Linked DNA regions of Hordeum vulgare: all the other regions are linked to region 2. The links are chromatin contacts, called in public Hi-C maps. All regions are on one chromosome and are shown on one strand. The core of a region is the stretch at or near the end of the contact, and the rest is flanking DNA. Distances in the headings are between cores, read along the strand shown.

What was found. Hi-C and Micro-C count contacts between places; a contact is called where the count stands out from the background.
Region 1: a contact with region 2 is called in a Hi-C map of leaf, with 2.1 times the contacts expected there. The contact joins the promoter of LOC123447311 here to the promoter of LOC123447316 in region 2. A contact is called at or near these places in 2 of 6 Hi-C or Micro-C datasets (leaf and seedling).
Region 3: a Hi-C map of seedling shows a contact between it and region 2, with 3 times the contacts expected there. The contact joins the promoter of LOC123447324 here to the promoter of LOC123447316 in region 2. A contact is called at or near these places in 3 of 6 Hi-C or Micro-C datasets (leaf and seedling).

The regions. Positions count from the first base shown.
Region 1 is chr4H:12,956,656-12,961,197 of MorexV3_pseudomolecules_assembly, reverse strand. It overlaps LOC123447311 (probable linoleate 9S-lipoxygenase 4), which reads right to left and starts at 1,988. Exons shown (of 9, transcript XM_045123902.1): 1 at 1,481-1,988; 2 at 476-753. The coding sequence starts at 1,691.
Region 2 is chr4H:13,201,236-13,205,402 of MorexV3_pseudomolecules_assembly, reverse strand. LOC123447316 (importin-5-like) reads right to left here and starts at 2,580. Exons shown (of 19, transcript XM_045123907.1): 1 at 1,156-2,580. The coding sequence starts at 2,565.
Region 3 is chr4H:13,341,331-13,346,040 of MorexV3_pseudomolecules_assembly, reverse strand. LOC123447324 (pentatricopeptide repeat-containing protein At2g13600-like) reads right to left here and starts at 2,965. Exons shown (of 1, transcript XM_045123914.1): 1 at 1-2,965. The coding sequence starts at 2,955. The coding sequence ends at 556. It overlaps LOC123451031, which reads right to left. Exons shown (of 3, transcript XM_045128048.1): 3 at 3,930-4,140. The coding sequence ends at 4,060.

The DNA.
Region 1 (4,542 bases), core at 739-3,238, 240 kb after region 2:
CCGAATGACAGCATGCATATAGTAAATTGCCTGCCTGTACAGCTCAGACTGTCTGACTTTTTTATTTTTGCCAAACGGAAAAGAAAAAAACTTGTTGATTTGGATCTGTTCTACTACTAGCAGTATCCATTTGCAGCCCGTCACACTGGATGGACAATTGCGAGTGTGTTGTATTATTGGCATCTAAGTACTAGGTACAACCAACATGATATACATGCTACCTAATCCATGCAGCAGCAGATTATCTTAATAATGCAAGAGAAAAGAAAAGTCGGCTAAGATCCAATTCCGGTCCGAAGCCCGTGGCCATACTCAGAAAAGGACGCAATCATTCTTAAAAGAAGATGAAATGCGTGCAAAACGAGAGTTCATACGGAGTAGTATTTATTTATTGATTGATTGATTGATTGCGGTGTCGTCGTCGGCGGCGGCGGCGAGGGGAAGGAAGGAAGAGGAGGAGGAAGGAGGAGCTCACGTCGTTGGCGAAGAAGAGGCGGTCGACGTTGGGGTAGATCCAGGAGTTGGCGACGAAGACGACGGTGCCCTTGCCGGGGACGCCGTGGAGGGTGAGCGTCTTGAGCAGGTACTCGGAGCGGTAGGTGTTGCGGACGATGACGGCGCCGGGGACGCCCTGCGACTCGTCCCACTCGAAGGTGACCTTGAACACCGACTCCCCCGCCGCCGTCGACTTCATCGTCACCACCATCTCCTCCAGGTGCGCCGGCTTCCCCACCTTGCCCCGGCTCCCATTCTCTGCAACCCGCCGGAACCATCGTCACAACATCAGCAAGATATATCGACAACATACAACACAGATGCAAATGGAACGAGATACAGTACTGATTAAATTAACTTAATCATGGCTGTCACTTTAGTTTGGATCGATCGCTTTGGTTTGGGAGCGGCGTCGGACACGTGTGCCCTGCTGATTGCACTCCTCTGCTGTCATTCTCGCAAATTTTTAATTTTTTTTACTCCTCTGCTGTGTTGTCATGGGGTCGGTCCCCGGAGCCGGAGGTCATGGCCGGCATTGATGCTAAACCCAGGCGGCCACGCCAATCTAGGACTAGGAGCATCGATCCACGGGATGGGTCCACGACAAGATGAACATGATCAAAAGTTGAAAACTGCCCTCCTTTGTCCCTTTATTTTTGAACTGAAATCAACACAGATTGTTTCTGAACTGAATCTAAGTAGGAGCACATGATGTGTGATTCTTAAAACAAGAAAGAAACTGGAATCGATAGTTCGATACAGATTGTTTTTGAACCGAATCGATACGGGATTCGCAGGCAAAAAAAAAAAAAGAGTGGAATCACCACGGATTGTTTCTGTTTCGAAAACGCCATGACCCATGAGTTGGGAAACTGAAACGCACGCGCGTACGAGGCGAGAGCCGGCGGTTACGCGGCGGCGGCGTGCGACCGACGCAGGGAGGGAGAGAGGGGAGAAGCGAAGGGGAAGGGGGAAGAAAGGTTACGTGGGTCAGGGGCGGTGGCGCTGACGAGGCGGAAGGAGACGCCGTCGTCCTTGCCGAGGATCTTGTGGACGCCGTCGAGGAGGGAGGCGTGGAAGTCGCCGAGGTCGAGCACGTCGCTCTTGACCAGCACCGCCGTGCCCCGGATCTTGCCCTCCTTCCACGCCTCCTTGTTCTTCCCCGTCAGCCGGTCCACCAGCCCGTGCAGCAGCATCTCTCCTCTCCTCTGCTCTCTGGTTCTGCAGCGGAGGCAGGGCAGAGCAGAGCACGAGGAACACAACCGGTGGGTGCCTGTCCCCTTGCTGATGCACTTGGCACAAGGAGGGCAGTGGTGGTGGTAGGGTGGCCTAGATGCAGGGCCGCTGCGGCGGGATTTATAGGGCGCCTCGCCGATACTACCAATTTACCGCGGCCACCAACCCAGCCGCAGCGATGTCAGAGATGGAGAGAGATCGCCGGAGGGAGGGCGAGGTGGTGCCTTCCGGTGCACTTTATTATAGTAGCGGTAACAATTTTGTTTACTGCCTACTACAGTATTACTACTGGTATTTCTCGACGAGATCCCGCCGGTTATCTTTTAAAAAATGCATTTTTTTCTCTCTCTCTGCAGCGCGGCGCTGAGCATGAGGCGGCACGGAGGAGGAGCCCAGCTGGCCTGCCCTGCCTGGCTGCCAAAAACGCCATGGACTGGACTGGGCGACTGGCTGCCAAAAAACAGGACGCCATTGAAAAGAGAAAGGTGGAGGTCGTCGCCCTCCCTGTCCACACCAGGCTTTCCTTTTTTCCGGACCGATTATGCAATATGTCTGATTATTAACGAGACATATTGCTCTTCATGCGGGATACACGCTGCGCGGTGTTTCGGGTCTGTCGACTCTTGTGCATACGTGGCCAAACAAACGTGTCTGGCACGGCCCATCGAGGCACGTTTAGTAATCGGGCCGTACCGTGTTAGTCCGTCGGCTGCGCCTTCAAGCATGCCTGAGGCACATTTAGTAATTGGGTCGTGGGCTGCGCCTCTAGGCCCACGCACGGCCCGCTTATTAAACGGGTCGGTCACTTGGTCTGATTAGCACGCTCGGCTGTATAATTTTAGCCTTATGAGCTTATTTTTAGGTCTATTGGATCATATATTATGTATATATGTATATTAAAAATATGTAAAAAAATAAACGGATTGTGTCGTGTCGGCCCGCGTGCCCAGGCACGGCCTGAGGCGTGCCTCGTGCCTGACACGGCCCGTTTAAATCGTATCGTGCCTTGCCCATGACGGGCCATGTCGCCAGGATCGCGGGCCGGTCTGTTTAGCCCGGCCCGTTTGACCAGGTATGCTCTTGTGTGCTCGCCACGGTTCGCAAACCCGCGCGGACGCAATACCGGTCGGCCGTTCATGTGTGAGCCTTTCATATTTGATTTTCTAGATCAATACAAAGCATACAAAACAGAAAACCTACATACTACTACGTATTATCCTGGCTTTCGTTGTTGAAAATGTAAACGACGTCGATGCTTGGCGTGTGGGAGGGCTCCGGCTCCTCATCCTCCTTCTCAAGCTCATTCTGGTCCGCAAGCATATGCGCCTCCGTCGCGCCCTGCGCCGCCTCCATCTCCTATCATCGCTGATGACTCGCCTTCGCATTCGACTCCAAACGAGTGAAGTTAAGGTGGCATGTTGCTCAGTGCATGGGTCCGCGACACTAGTGTCCCTCTCGTCTCCCTCTGGTTCGGTCTCCTCCTCCTCCTTCTCAAGCTCCGGCTCCTTCCCCTCGTCCTCCTCAAGCTCCTGCTCCTCCTCCACCTCTTCCTCAAGCTCTAACTCCTCCTCCTCCTCCTCCTCTTCCTCAAGCTTTGACTCCCCCTCCTCAAGCTCCGATTCCTCCTCCTCCTCTAGATCCACTACATCGAGAGGTAGCCCTGCGGTGATCCGGGCTTCGCATCTTGCCCGGACCTGCAGCCGACGCTCCGACGTTAGAAAGTGGCGGTGGCAGGGGGTGCATGACATTGCCGAAGAGCATGGGAGAGGAGGCGGATGGGCTCGGGTGGCCACGTAGAGAGGAAGGAGGTGGATGTGCTACGGTTGAAAAACGCCGACCATCTTAAATAGCTGAATTTTGCCTCGGGCGGCAAACCGAAGCGTCGTCACGCGATGTTCACACCGCTGTGACACGCGAGGCATCCGTGGGACAACCGAATTTCCATACGAGCCCGCGTGGGACACCATCGTCAGGCCGACATAGCGAACGTGCATGGACACATCTCGACGCCTCTATATTTATCCCATATTTAAGCTGGATATAAAGAATGTCAGTTAGCTCGGCTGTTTGAGGCGTCCCGCTGGGTCAAAATTTCGTGAGGGGCGAGTGACCAAGCAACCCGCCGTGACATTTAAAACGAATATGACTGGTCCGGTTGTAAATGCTCTAAGAGCAAGTACAATAAGGTACAGTTAGCAGGCTGTAAGGATTAAAATACTATATTTTTGTTAAGTTGGATGAGAGAGAAGGGAAGCGGACTTTTCGTGAAGAGTCAGCTCTAGCACGTACTCCTAGATGCTTTGTGAGAATGAAAGGTGGACCATATATAATAAAAGTAGTATTTTTTTAACTAATTATTGTACAAGCTAGCTATAAAGTGGGCTATAAGATGGCTTATAACCAACAACAGTTGGCTATACTATTAACCATGCTCTAATCAAAATTTGCTACTGCTACAAATTCGGCAAACATTACTTGCTGGGTTTTATGGTGATGTTTGTATGAAGCATTGCCCATAATTTGGCACGCGTTGTTGATCCATACACGGAGCTGCTTCCGGTGATGAACAGGACACGCAAATTGGTGTGTGTGGAAACCAGGATCGACACGATGGTAGTAGTGTTCAACATGATACCTGTATCAATTAAAGTTTCATGGCGTAGAAACTTGGTAAAGGACAGGTCGTCGCTCAGAGATGAGAAGTAATAGTACAGCATAGCTTTGCTTGCCGTTCATCTGGCCAGCGCCGTATTAATTGGGTTGGGCGTGGCTAGAACGATTAATTGGACGGTGGCCCGAGTTAAGAAGCTG
Region 2 (4,167 bases), core at 1,331-3,830:
ATATGGTCATTGAACTAGCATCAACTCCAGCATAAGCGGGGTACATTGGAGGATGCCCATATACCCCTTGAAGCATATCTTGCGGAAACATAAACACCTAAGGCCAACAAACAAACAATCCAGACACCAACCTTCCAAGTCTGCAGACCCTTGAATGTTCTGCAGGCAGTCTATCTATGGTGTACAGGGATCTGGCACTTCTATTTTGTGCTAAACAGTTTTATTTAACTAAAGTTCTCCAAGAAAAATGTTTTGAATGTTGAATCTCTCTGGTCTCCACTTCCAAATTCATCTCTGTAAGAGATATTACGCATATGAGCCGTTTGGAGATGCTCTTGAATTTCATTTGGGTTTACTTTTAAAACAGTTGATGTATTGAACAGAACTAAAACATTACGACCTGCAACCACTCTTAGGTCATCATCAATTTTGTGCAGAACAATTTTTAACTGAAAGGTTGTCGACATAATTCATGTCTTCTATACATGATAGTAAAAAAGAAGCAGCAGGAATCTAAACAAGCCAACATCTCAGGAATTAAGAATGCATCATGTAATACGGATAAACACAGCCAATCTGAATTGCCTCCAAGGGAATGACAAGTGCAAACATCCATCAACCAGTACGTAGAAAAAATTTGGCAATAAACTGCAATACCATACAAATAATTTGAACAATGCCCGAGCAAATATCAACTCTTAGCTTCACAGACAGGCTAAGAGTCCACTTTATGTTTGGACCTAAAACGCCATGTGATGTCCAAAAGTAGGCCTAAAACTGCAAAGTGTAACACAACAAACTAGTAAAAAGATATGATAAAATCTTCCAATATAAATACTACGATGACGATACCCAACCTGTACACTAATACACATCAGCATATCCAAGTCAGACACCACAAAACACCAGATGTGCATCAGCAAAACATGACGGGTTACATAACTGTCAACAGTGCCCTAGTAGTAGACTTGGAATACCACACACTAGGGGGGCAATATCTATCATTTGAATGAATTGTATGGTAATATAGCAAGCATGTGGGTTGCATGATATAATGATAAACACTGCTTTTAAGAAATTATAGGATAAAAGAAAGAATATTGAAAGGAGAGTGATGCATATGACTTAGAACGTAAATGGTCAGCAATCACTTGCCTGTACGCGTGGGTTCTCAGAATCATCCATGGCCGAAGCCAACGCAGGGAGTACAACATGGTGCAACTTGTTCTGCAACTCAGGCCCCAAGTCCGTCGAAAGCTGCCCTACTGCATTGATTGCTGCCCACCTCACCCGAGGATGAGGATCCTGGAAGGAATTGAGCACCATCCCAACTACCTGATCAAGATTCTTAGTCATCACCTTAGCACAGCCTTCCGCAATCTGTGATATCGTCATGAGTGCCGCATGACGTCTCTTCCACTCTTCAGCGCCGATAAACGACGGGAGCAACTCGGCAGCCACGGGCAAGATGGTGTTGCCACCAACAGCAATTGCAAGCCGGTCAAGACACTCTTGTGCAAAGACAAAGCTTCCAGTTTCCCCAGCGTCCTCCTCCTCGGACACTGCGGCGTACCATGCCGGTTCATCCTGGACATCAAGCAGCATGGTCATGACGATCGCGAAAAGCCTGCCGACATACCGCGGCAGCCTCCTCATCATCCCCGGCGCACGCTCCCTTGCCTCGGCAAGGGTAACAACGAACTCGACAGCAAGGTGGCGTGTGCCATCCTCCAACCCAGGGGCCTCGGCGATCTGCAGCATGGCGGCGACGACGTCGGGCAGCTGGCGGCGGAGGAAACGCGGCTCCAGGCCAGCGAGCTCAATCATCATCTCGAGCGCCTCCTGCGCGGAGCCCTCGTTCCCGCAGTTGAGCGACTCGGCCAGGGCGCGCATCATGGCGGGGAGGAGGTCCTGGAACTGGTCGCGGTCGGCGGCGGAGGAGAGGGACTGGATGACGCTGATGGCGGCGTTGAGGCCGGCGACGCGGACATCGGCGGAGGAGGGGTGCGAGAGCGCGGCGAGGAGGAGCGCGTGGAGGTTGGGGAAGCCGGCGGCGAGGTGGGAGGCGAGCCTGGCGAGGATGTTGAGCGCGGACTCCTGCAGGGCAGGGGGCGAGGAGGGGGAGGCGACGGACTTGTAGAGGAAGGTGAGGAGATCGGGCCAGGAGCCGGAGGGCAGCAGGTGGGCGGCGAGCTCGGCGACGGCGTCGGAGAGCTTCCGCGAGATGGACCTGGAGAGGCCGGGCGCGGAGGCGGCGGAGAGGAGCAGCGCGCGGAGCGAGGACTGCGTGGCCGGGGCGAGCGACGGGTAGACGAAGGCCTGGGAGCCCGGGGAGATGAGGCGGCGGAGGAGGACGGCGGCCATGGGCGCGGACGGGTGCGCCGGGGAGAGCAGCAGGTGGGCGAGCCGCAGCGCGAGCGGGTCCGGGTGGGCGGCCCGCAGCGCGTGGAACGTCCGCTCCGCCCGCGACCGCGCCTCGTTGGCCGGCGACGCCAGGTCCCCCAGCAGCTCCGTCAGCGGCGCCGGGTCCGCGCCCAGCACCGCCTCCGCCGCCTGCGGATCCATGGGCTCCGCTCCGGCGGTGCGCGGCGCGGGGAGAGGGGGCGGGGGGAGCTGCCCTGGCGGGGGAATTCGGCGGGATATTTTTGGGTTTGGGGGGAGCGAGCGCGGCGAGGGCGGGGAGAGGGGGGCGGGGCGGGGCGGGCAGGGCGTACGGTATTCGGTAGGCTATGGCGGAGTCGGGGGAGTGGAGTCGTGCGGGCCGTGACACTGGACGCGGGGCCCGGGGGGTTATGAGGGGGGTGGCCCGCGCGGCATGGTTATCAAAATCAGGGCAGCGCACGCCACAGCTCACCATTGTCGTTGCTAATTATGCCGTCGTCTCGCCCTGCCTTCTTTCTTTCTTTCTTTCTTTCTGGCTGCTTTCGGTTCCTCCTCCACGTTTCCTAAAAATCGATCTGATTCCTCTCTTTTTTGCCTTTTTTTCTTGTTTCTTTCCAACTGGATATATATTACTGTTACTCCATCCCAAGGCCGCTATCTAGAATGCATTTCAAAGTATTAAGTTCGTAAGAAACATAATAATGCAATAAGAAAGAAGACATGATGCAGGCATGAAGAGATCAATCAATATGACAGAAACCTATCGTTTTATTCTTAATGGCAACAACGCAATACGTGTCTTTTTTTTTGTTGTTGGATGAGGTCATCGCAAAATTAAACCCACTACCATGCGCCACTTCTTGTGAAGATCTACTCATCTTTCATGTTTAAATAAAATTCATAGATCGATAAGCATACACGACTATAAATCGCACAAAAAGAGAGGCCTCAAAAGAATAAATATCGAGCAATGAACAATCTGATCATAAATCCATAATTCATCAGATCCCAACAAATAATGCCACAAGAATTACACCGAATAGATCTCTAAAGAGATCACTGTATTGAAGATCAATAGAGAGATGGAGAAAGAGAGAGAGAGAGGGAGAGAGAGAGACCTACTGATATGGACCTGTAGATCCTCAAGAAACTACTCAAACATTATCATGAAGACAGAGGGGTTGATGAAGATGGCTTGCCCAATGGTTGCCCCCTACAACACAGTGCCACAACAGGGCTCCAGCGCCAGAATAGAGGCATGTGGTGGAGATAAAATTGTTTTGAATCTCGCTCTGAGAGTTTCGGATACGTGGGTATTTATATGCAAAGAATTAGGGTAAACAGATCAACAGGGGGGCCACAAGCCACCATGGCACACCCTCTCCCCCAAGGGCAGACCCCACTAGCTTGTGGTCCACTCGTGGATCTTCTTTCCTCCTCCCAAAACTTTTAGGGTCTCTTATGTTTCAAAAAAAAAATCAAAATTTTTGTCATGTTTGGACGTCTGTATGTATTGATTTTCTGTAAAAGCAAAAACATGTAAAGAAAACATAAACTAGTTGTGACATCCTCAGCTTTTGCTACAGTGAACATTGTAATTTATCTACACTGATGACCATGATCAGTGCCTAATCATTTTTGCTAAACAAGATATGATCAAGTTGAAAGTCATATCTCATTTCAAATTCCTTTTCAAAAGGCCCTTGAATTTTATTGTGATAAAATAAAGTTGCAAACAGCAAAAAAAATATTGCACATTTGTTATAAATCACAAAACAAATGTTG
Region 3 (4,710 bases), core at 1,716-4,215, 140 kb before region 2:
GTGTATTTACATCCCCCAAACTATGCCAACTGGTCAGACAAATCAATGCATAGCCGTGGAGACCAGAAAAGATGCAGCAGGCAAATACGACACTGAGAATGCTGAGTCCCGTTTTCCCTGCTGCTCATCTGAAGCGGATTCACGCCAAATCATATGAACTACGGCAGAAAAGTCCACACTCCAGGTTATCAATAGCATACAAGGCGATGATGTTCCAGGTGCAGGGTGAAGCATACCATGATGATAATGCTGCTCAAAATCATTGGCCAGCTAAATCAGACAGATTTTACAAGTATACTCAGTCGTTTCACAATAACTATAGCACCTGCATTCCCTTGGTGAACGCAACCACGAACCTGCTATGCAATTTGCAGCTCGATGTCTGGGCGGATATCCTTCTCCAGTTCAGTACATCACGACAGCCAACACAAGGGGAGCCAAAGTCAATTTCCTGAAGATCATTCTCCAGAAATAGTTCCATCTTGCTACCTATCTATATGAATCTGAATAAAGAAAAGGTAGTAGTAGAAATTCTTCTGTCAAAGGCTGTCCTCACTAGTAATCTACTGACAAAACAAAGTCAAGAGACGATTCCCACAATAGTAAATCCAAGATCTCATTGATTTCCATTGACAGTGGATGCTTTGCTTCCCATGAAAAGAAGGCGTGATATTGACCTCTTACTTGAACCCAGCTACACCCTCCATCTTTCTTGAGTGTGGTCCCTTTCATCAGTACCCTTATCCTGGCAGCATCTTTCCACCTTCCACATGATGCATACATATTCGAGAGTAACACATAGCCTGCCGTGTTATCCTTCCCCAACTCATGAAGCCGCTTTGCAGCCCTCTCACCAATCTCCTCATTCTTATAAGTGTTGCAAGCGCTCAGAAGGGCAGCCCATGAATTTGCTTCTGACTTACTTGGGGTTTTCATCAGAAGAGCTTCTGCCTCTATCAAACGACCAGCTCGAGCTAGGACATCAACCATACATGTATAGTGCTTCTCTTTAGGAGAAATACCCCATGCCTGCATTTTTTCAAAATAATGTATGGCTTGCTCCACCAAACCACCGTGGGAACAAGCAAATAGAAGAGCTAAAAATGTATGCTCATTTGGTGTCATTCCAGTTGCCATCATATCCTCAAATAAAAGAATAGATTCCTCCGCAAAACCATTTTCAGCAAGTCCTTGAATCATGGCAGTCCAAGTGACATCATTTCTTTCAGGCATTTGATAAAACATCCTCTTGGAGCTCTGTAAATCCCCTGACTTGGCATACATGTCACTAAGTGCAGTGCCGATAAAAATGCTTTCCTCCATTCCTAGCTTGATAGTCTTAGCATGAGCCATCTTACCCGTAACTAACGAGCACAAGTTTGCACAAGCAAGAAGAACACTCGAGAATGTAATTTCCCCTGGAACCTGCCCCGAAGCCAACATTGCATTGAAAGATCTTAGCGCATCAACAAATTGTCGATTCTGCGCGTAACCAGAGATAATCGTATTCCATGAAGCTAAATTCCTTGCAGGCATCTTCTTGAAGAGATACATAGCTTCTACCATTTTCCCGTTGTAGCTATAACCTGAAGCGAGAGAGTTCCAGCACACTATGTTCTTCTCTGGGAGGGTGTCAAAAATCGTTTGCGCATCTCTACACTTCTTGCATTTGCAGTACATGTCGATCAGAGAGCTGGATACGAACACATTGGTGCTAGAGCCCATCTTTAGGCTACGGGCATGGATCCTCGCTCCTCCTCGCAAGTCCTCAAGAGTAGCACAAGCACTGAGCACACTAGAGAAGCATGAAATGTTTGGCCTACAACCATCAGCCAGCATTTGACTGTACAGCTTCACCGCTTCTGCCGCATTGCCTCTCTGCTCATGCCTAGCAATCAAAGTACCCCAGGAGACCTCATTCCTCTCAGGCATCGCATCAAGAACCCGTCGAGCTCCATCAAGATCACCCGACTCGGAATACACATCAAGCAATGCAGTCCAGGAGACCACATCCTTCACGTCCATCTCATCAAACACCTTACGGGCTGCAGCTGCATCTCCCATTCTCAGATACAGCGTGATCAAAGAATTTTGTACCTCGATGCTGCTCTCAAAGAAGTTTGATTTAATCGCCGACCCCACGATGGACATGGCTAGACCAAATTCACCTGCACCAACGCATGCCTTGATCATGCACACAAAGGTGATACCATTAGGCCTCACGCCGCAGCTGACCATTTTACGGAAGACGCCAAGAGCATTGTGGTGGAGCTCATTGCGGACAAAACCAGAAATCGTCGCCGTGAAGAAGGCCACGGAGCCGGACGGGCACTGCTCATACAGCTCGACAGCCTCTGCCACACGCCCGCGCTTCATCAATGCATCCACCATGGTAGTGTACGACACGACGCTCCTCTCGGGCATTCCGTCGAACAGCCCGCGAGCGGAGGCAATGTCCCCGGCCTTGACATGCTCATGCACCATGAAGTCGTAGGTGAAGGGGGAGGCGGCACCCGCGGCGACGCAGTCGCCGAAGGCACGGTCGCATTCCGCGGCGCGAGCAAAGGCGGCGTAGGTGGTGAGGAGGTGCGAGGCCACGGAGGTGTCGGCGGCGACGCCGGAGCGCACGGCGTGCGCGTGCAGCGAGAGGGCGAGCGGCAGGCGTTCGGAGGAGGACAAGGAGGAAGCAAGCGCGGCATTGCTCGTGGCGGTGGCGGTGGCGGTGGCGCGGCAGAGGCGGAGGAGGGTGGCGCAGGTCTCGGCGTAGGACTTGAATGCCTTGGGCGTGGGCGCGAGCGGCGGGCCGCTGGCCAGACGGAGCTTGAGGAATTTCAGCGGGAGGGTTAGAGGGACCTGTGCCTTCTCCAGCTTCGGCCTGGAACTGGAAGCCAGCTGCGCCGTCGCCGCCGCCGGCGGTGGCCGCCGCGGCCGCTGCGTGCGAACCGCCGCTCTCATTCTCCTCCCATGGCTCGAACTAGGAAGGAAATCGTTTTGGTTGTTAAATGGCCAGCCCACTGACACAAAAGTGGGCTGCTTCCATAGCTATCTGGGCCGAATAAACATGCCGAACTAGCTCGCAACTACAGGTGGCCCATGAATTTCGGAACTATAATTTTGAGGTTCACAAGCCTGTCCTATCGCCCCTAAAAAAACATCCCGAGATACATCTCGGGGTGGTCGTTATGTTTGGTTAGGTCATTCTAAAGTTTTTTTTTCCGCAGGATTGTCTTATAAAAAAAGATCATCCAAATTACACAGTGAATCCTAAAGCGTGAATGAACCATAGAACCTCCTAAAAAAACTCCAAAAAGAAGAACCATAGAAGTGAATGCATTCATCCCCATCCCAATGCATTAAACAAGGAGCCATACTATTTGACAAGAATTACATGGGGTGCGCTACAACGCGACAAGATAACAACCTAGGTCCCTAATCCTATACGAGTCCAGAGAGTAAAGTCGGCAATCCATCACAAAAGAACAAATAAATAAGGAACAATGTTGCTACTCGTTATAACGGTTGGATGCGATGAAAAACATTGACGTTTCGATAACCTCAAATTGCCCATAAGATTCAAAGCGTCAGAGAGGGGTAGAAGTCGTTCTGGAGACCCAACGGAGCTACATCGCCTCACACAAGTGTAAGGCGAGAACCGAGAACGCGAGTTGGCGCCAAACTTATTACAGGGGCAGCAGTGGAGGAAGATATGAGTGTCATCTTCAACCATGTCCGCACACCAAGGACGGTCACTAGGCTTGTGAAATTTAAAAATGTGATTTTCGAAATTTCTAAACTAAAAAGACTGAAATCGCATTTGGCGGCACGAAATCCACTCTCACACATTCACCTAAATAAAAAAGAAGTGAGCACATGCACAATGCTGATCATTTTCTGAGGCAGCGAGGCACACTCCTATGAAAAAGGAAAAATGAGCCGGAGAAGCACGATTTCGTATTTTGATGTAGCGATTTTTTGCGGAATAAATTCTACATATCAATGGTGCAACCTGCGGAACCATTTTCTAACTATCTCCGGAAAGTGATGGTACTACAAACAAGGTTACATTTTCTCCATCCCGTAGGTATCTTCAGCACCGCTAGCCACCTTTTTCCTCCTCTCAGATATCATATCGGTGTATGCCTGACAAAGTCATAGGGTTAGTTCTAACTCAGCTCCACGCTGAAATCTGTAATTGTAAAAAAAAAAAAGTGAACTGTGAACTCATGTTAAGAATATCTTGTGATCAAAGAATTCATCTGGAATGGAGAAAATGTATGATGCAATTGGCACAATGGGTTTGCTGGTATGTTGTAATTTGTAAGTTTTCTTTTGTGTTATTTGTAAATCTCTTTCTTTTTGTGTTATTTACTAGTAGTAATAACTTTTTAAAATGAAAAAAATTCTCATTGATTTCCTTCAAAAAGAAGTACCTGATGCTTATAAGTTATAACTGATAATTTGCTAGATAATTTTGTCTGTTTTGACAGGTCTTAGGAACCACCCAGATAGCAGTAAATGGTGATTATTTTGCTCACCTAGAGGCAGGTATAAATCATTTGCTTGTGGTGCTTAGGTAGCCTGACATCATGCAATCTCAGTTCAAAGAAAATCTATACGGGATAAGTTTGAGATGCTTGGAATTGTAGTTGACCAGGAGAGCACTAAAACAGTTAAACTGAAGTTGTAGCTATTAGATCATACAACAAGACA